Regions from separate parts of the Ovis aries genome. Here region 2 is linked to region 1. A link is a contact called in public Hi-C data. All regions are on one chromosome and are shown on one strand. Each heading gives the region's core, a stretch centred on a gene start, on an enhancer-like site or on the middle of the called end of the contact. The rest is flanking DNA. Distances are from core to core; before and after follow the strand shown.

The links. A called contact is a pair of places that touch in the nucleus more often than the background predicts.
Region 2: a contact with region 1 is called in a Hi-C map of hypothalamus, with 2.1 times the contacts expected there. The contact joins two enhancer-like sites. A contact is called at or near these places in 3 of 16 Hi-C or Micro-C datasets (hypothalamus and tail adipose tissue).

What each region holds. Positions count from the first base shown.
Region 1 is chr5:79,813,436-79,816,317 of ARS-UI_Ramb_v3.0, forward strand. LOC101123629 (V-type proton ATPase subunit S1-like protein) reads left to right here. Exons shown (of 8, transcript XM_004009062.5): 7 at 858-1,095. Among named protein-coding and RNA genes, the nearest start is that of RPS23, 37 kb to the left of the region's middle. Within about 2 kb of position 1,421, at least 13 of the 54 cell types and tissues checked have an H3K27ac peak or open chromatin away from gene starts, as enhancers often do. A contact at or near this core is called in hypothalamus, where this site is marked.
Region 2 is chr5:79,855,434-79,858,315 of ARS-UI_Ramb_v3.0, forward strand. No RefSeq gene overlaps it. Among named protein-coding and RNA genes, the nearest start is that of RPS23, 79 kb to the left of the region's middle. Within about 2 kb of position 1,413, at least 9 of the 54 cell types and tissues checked have an H3K27ac peak or open chromatin away from gene starts, as enhancers often do. A contact at or near this core is called in hypothalamus, where this site is marked.

The sequences.
Region 1 (2,882 bases), core at 171-2,670:
CCTAATACACCAAGTTGCTGTTCCCAAAGGGAGCAGGAACGTAGCGGGAACGTAAGCTACAGGTGGGCAAAGTCAGAATAAAGCCCACGCTTTTACCCTGAGTGATGCTGATCTTGGCTGCTTACTTTTTAAAAATTTAAATATTGTTGATTCATAATGTTGTGTTAGTTTCAGGTGTGTAGCAAAATGAATAATCACATTAACATTTTTATCTCTTTCTAGAATTTTTTTCTATGCAGTCACACATTTTTTTAATGAAAAAAGTGATCATGACATATGCATATTGCACCTTTTTTTATTGCTAGAGAATATTCCATTCCAAAATGGCTAAGAGCTCTTGTCTCCGATTGGATTCTAAGCCCAGCTCCAATGCTTACTTGTTAGTCATTTAACCTCTTTGTGTCTTAGATTTCTCACCTGTGAAATGAGGATATTATCTATCTCATGGTGTTGCAGTGAAGATTAAATAAAATACACATAAAGAACTTAGATGCCTGACACATAGTAAGAGCTACTACTTTTATTTTTGACCATTATTTAGTTAATTCTGTATTATTGTCCACTCAATTTTCAGATTTTTTGCAATAATAAAATTATTTTAATTAAAAAAAAGAAAAAAAAAAACAAAGAATTCTGTATTTCTTCTTTTGTAGAAATTTGTCTTTCTTACTTTTAGGGGCTTCTCTGTTAATTGGCCCATGAAGAGCTCTAGTTCCGAACTAGAAAGTAAAGCCTCTCTCTGAGTCAGTTCTACTTCCTGACAAAAGAGGGCGCAATTGTACCGTTTGTAGACAATGCCCTGCGTCAGCAAATGTAAAAGTGCTTTCAGGGTAATACTGTTTTATAATCATTTTCAGATTCGCCCTTACCAGTTACAAGTTGTCTATCCAGAGATGGTATAGTTTGCACCGAGTCGAGGTTATTTTTAATAACTCAATTCAAGCAACTTTTAATGCAACTGGCATTTACGCTCCGTCAAGTTACTCCTACCATTGCCAGCGCGTCAGCAGCCTGCAGGCGGACGATGCCCTCTTGTTGCCCAGCGACACCAGTGACATGTCAAGCCTGTGGGAGGTCACTTTTGTTGATTTCCAGGTAACAAACTAAAACCTGTGCTCAGTGGCCCTGTGTGTTTGGTGCCAAAGAAACTCAGTGTTTGTTTCAAAACATAGACGTTTAAGGAAAAGAGAGTAGATATCTTTAAAATAATATCGGTATGAGTTATCTTCTTAATCTTCTAAGGTATGAAATAGAAAAGGATCAAGTATTTCCTCTTCCTGCACAGTGATCCCCCCATGCCCTCATCCCAAGAACTTGCTTTTACATTCAGGTTTTTCCAGTCCCTAGTAATTATCAGTGAGGAATGCCAGCAATCTAAGCCAGAGTGAAGCTGTGGCATGAAGCCTGGTGACTGACACTTCCTGGAGTGAGAGGCCCTTTTGGGGAGAGGAACTGTCGGACAATTATTTTATTTCCTTCAGGGAGAGGAGTAGTGATCTTATCAGGGCAGATAAGAAGTACGTCTGCAGTGTGAATGACAGGTTTGGCATTTGGCATAGGAATGGAACTGTCAGCCAGGGAGTCACACATATCTCAAAGATCCTCTTGACAGTATCTGGGGAAAGTCATGGAGACACAAGAGGTTCCTTTTCACCACCAGAATCTCAGGCTGAGGGACATCTGTCAACTTCATCCTGTTTACATGTTAAAACAGCTTAACTTGTTCTTCTAACTCACTGAAATAGGCAGGGTTTTACATGTCCCTTTTCTGGGTACTTCTTGATTTTTTCCATATATAAATGTATATTTATTCCCCTTGCCCCTAGCTTGGAGAAGTGTCGTGTGGTTGTTTGGGGTAGGGAAAGAGTTCCCATTTCGGGATTCGAAAGACATGGTTTTGAATTAACGTCTCAGTCACTTGGGCTGAGCTACTCCACTCTCTTGATTTCTGACCTGTCTTTATGGATGTAAAGAATTCATGGCCTAATATATGCGGCAACACCCAGGACCATATTAGGCATGGATTAGCATGGATTAACAGTGGCACTGTTGTAATTATATTACATACTTTGTCTTAAAAAGTTACCATAATGCTGCAAGATAGCTGGTATTATCCCTATTTTACAAATGAGATGACTGAAACTGGTGATTACGTAACTGTTCAAAGTGGTATAATTGGTAAATGCAAAGAGTCGGACACGACTGAGTGACTGAACTGAACTGAACTGAGAGGCAGCAGCAGCAGAGGCAGATTTTGAATTGTGGGCTGTCTAGCTCCAAAGATACTTTGTAATACATATAATGTATATATCTGTTTGTATAATACTTATAAAGTATATATTATATCTATTTCTTTTTCCTGCCCTTTCAAAAAAGAAGCAGGCAGAAAGGGCAATGAAGAGGTAATCATGAAAAAAGGACTAACTCACACCTTTCCTAATTAGAATAGAATTAACTGATTTATACTTCCACCTTGGTCCAGAAATGACTTAAAATGACTATAGAATACTTCAAGAAAAATAATTTTGAAAAAGAGTCAAACCACTTCACATCAATTAAGGATGATTATTTTATATATATATATATGTATATATATATATATATATAAAATCTCCCAAACTGAAAATAACAGCTATTGGCAAGGAGGTAGAAAAATTAGAACCCTTGTACATTGCTGCTGGAAATGTAAAATGGTGCAGCCACCACGGAAAACAGTGTGCTAGATCCTCAAGAAATTAAACGTGAAATTACAGTGAGATCCAGCAGTTCCACTTCTGGGTGTACACCTAAAAGGACTGAAAGCAGACACTTGAACAGATGTTTGTGCACTCTGTATTCATAGCAACAGTATTGACCATAGCTAAGAAATGAACATAACCCAA
Region 2 (2,882 bases), core at 163-2,662, 42 kb after region 1:
GGTGCCTGCATAAAATTTTCGTTTGACTACATATCTATAATATCTCTTATTTCACCAATGAAAATTTATCTCATATCTTTATATAAATTAATCTTCTAGTGCAGATTTGGAAAGCCATATTAACAGCTTCTTACAATAGGCTTCTCAGAGAATGACTGATTAGGGTCTTTCAAATTCTAACTTAGCTGACCCTAGGGAGTTCACATTAGTTAAGTTTCACTTACAAGTACCCTGTTTGGGAGGACAAGTATTTTAGAATAAATTAGACACTGTAACACAACATTGAGAACTGATAATCTTTATGATCCCACCAATAAAGATGTGATTAGGCTCCTTTTATACTTACATAAAAGACTAAAATGTCAAACTAAAACAATTTTTTGAGCCCAGGTTAGAAAGTTTTATATGGTTCTTTTAACATCAAACAATATTCAAAATGATCTCAGGCATCTGTTATTTTTATGTGCTTATTGTAAATGGAAGATTGAAATAATGCTTTATAAAATGAAATTATTTATGTAATCAGTTTATTATTCAATACACAGTCAACATAGATATTTTTTAAAGTTGAAATATTTTTGAATAAGTCAGTTTGATAGTTTTTAAAGTTATATAATGTGGCACCTTTGTGAAATCATGTATTTGTACAAGGGAATGTATTTTGGTCACATCAGAGAAATTTCATCTGACTCATTCAAGCATAACTCTTACATTTGTTAGAAATATGATCATCATATTCTCATAGGAAAATATTCATTTTGTCATTATATATCATGATTTTAGATACAGAATTAATTTTTGTCTTGTTTTGCCAAAAAATTGGCCACATTTCCAAGCAATCCACATTATATATTCATACTCTGAGCATTTTTTCTAATATAAAAAGGTTTCCCTTTTATACTATCCCACATATAAATCCAGACCTCAAAGTATATCTGTATATATATGTGACGGTTAAACATGGATGTGGGATGTGATGCTTCCTTCAGCCTATGACTTCCACTGAGCACCTATTATCTGCCAGGTACTGTACTGAGCACAGGATGGGTTGTCTGTGCAGCAATAAGCCAACGGCTGTGTCCCCAGCCTCCTGGAGCTACAGACGAACAGCAAGAATGTGTGGGACCCTGGTGGTCAAAGTGGGAATCTCTAAGAAAAATTTGCTTACAATGTTTGTTGGGAGACTGGTTTAAAAGTCTCTTCTGCTGCAGAGCGATAAGGCCCCGGTGGAGAGCCAGATCCCCTCTCAAACTCACACTCTTTATTTCCTGGGGGAGAGGTCATGTCAGCTTCTGTGACTTGGCTTGAAACCATTGAAACTGAATGTGCCATCCAGATAGAAGCGCTCTGTGAGAGGCTGTCGGCATAACAAGGGTGACAGTGTGAACCCCCACGGCACTCCACACCCGGGCCGGCCAGGGATGACAGAGGGCGATTCATGCCCATCTGCAGCCGCTCTGCTCTGTGGACTTCAGGAGGAAGCTGCAGGACTGAGGGCTTTTGTAGCTCAGGGGCTGGAGGATGAAATATGACCCATCTCTGTTTCTTAGCCTTGTTCTCATCTAAGCCCAGGAAGTGGAACGGGCTGAGGGCCGGGGAGACAGTGGTGCAAGCTGTTTCGGGAAGGCTTGTGCTGGCTTCCCACAGGACCACAGGACATTTTCTGCTGACCCCTGTCAGGCTGACCCCCAACCCCCACCCCTCAGTGTCAGGAATGTCAGACCTCCTTTCAGAATCAGAACAACTCATCAAACATGAATGACCGCAGGCCGAATTGGCCTCTCCCCGAGGATCTAACCTTGGTTGTGTGGGGTATTGAATTTGGTGGTTTCTGAAGAGTGTTCATGCAGCTGCAGATGGGGATCTATCCCAGCTACATGCTGAGCATTCAGTCCTGTGTGCTGGCCTGGTTCCCAAGCAAATGAAGGAGTGTTATTAATAATAGGTGGTGTCTGTTTAAGTTCTGCTGAGGAGAGGGAGCCATGCACTAGTCTTCTAGATTTTGCTTTAAGTTCCGTATTTGTTCTGTTGCACAAATCTAGCCCCTCCCCAAATCTAATTAGAGGGCCCCAGAGAGCTTTTGTTTCTTCACAATTACACAACTTTTTAAACTTGAGCATAGAGATGCTATGCCCTCATTCACATAATCCCCACTCTGCGTTGGAGGGCTGTCATAGGTAGCTATCCCCACTGTCCCACTGGCCCATAGCAGGAGGATCCCTGGTTTAAGGTTGGGTACACTGATCATCCTGCTATTCCCCCACTTGGAAGGACACAGGCCGATAGTCCCCTCCTTGGCTTGATGCCAGATGAGTCCTTGGGACCTGGGGATGGAGTGATGGGGGAGACTCACAGCCTCACCTTTGCCCTGTTCCCAGCATGGGACTCTGCTGTGGCTGCTGCATGGTGTGCAATTCTGCAGATGTATCTTGGCTTTCAAGATGCAGAGTGTTGGCTGGCCCGGTGCTGGGGGCTCCCAATAGGGGCGTCATGTGCTCTGTGTTTTTCTCTGATTTTAATGTTTCCATCTGGGGTTTTCCTGCTCATTGCAATAGGACTTCTCTTCAGCCTGTGCTTAGCTCTGTTTTATCTGTCTTGGTGATGGAGAGAGATAGCTTTAAGGTAAGAAGACTAGATGTTCTCATTTTCTTGCCCACCATCCACATTCCTTCTGCCCTGTTTTTTCCTGGCAGGACCCAGCTCTGCTCTGGGTGGTCCCACCCTGAAAACTGGGCACACCCAGGATCTACATGAGAGCTTAGTCCTGCGCCTCTTGAGAAGAGCATCCCTCAGGGGAGCAATGTGACCTCCCCCTGCCACAGTGGCAGACGATGGTGTCTCTGAAGGGCAAAGAATGCCTTCACCAAAAAGGGGCCTGAACC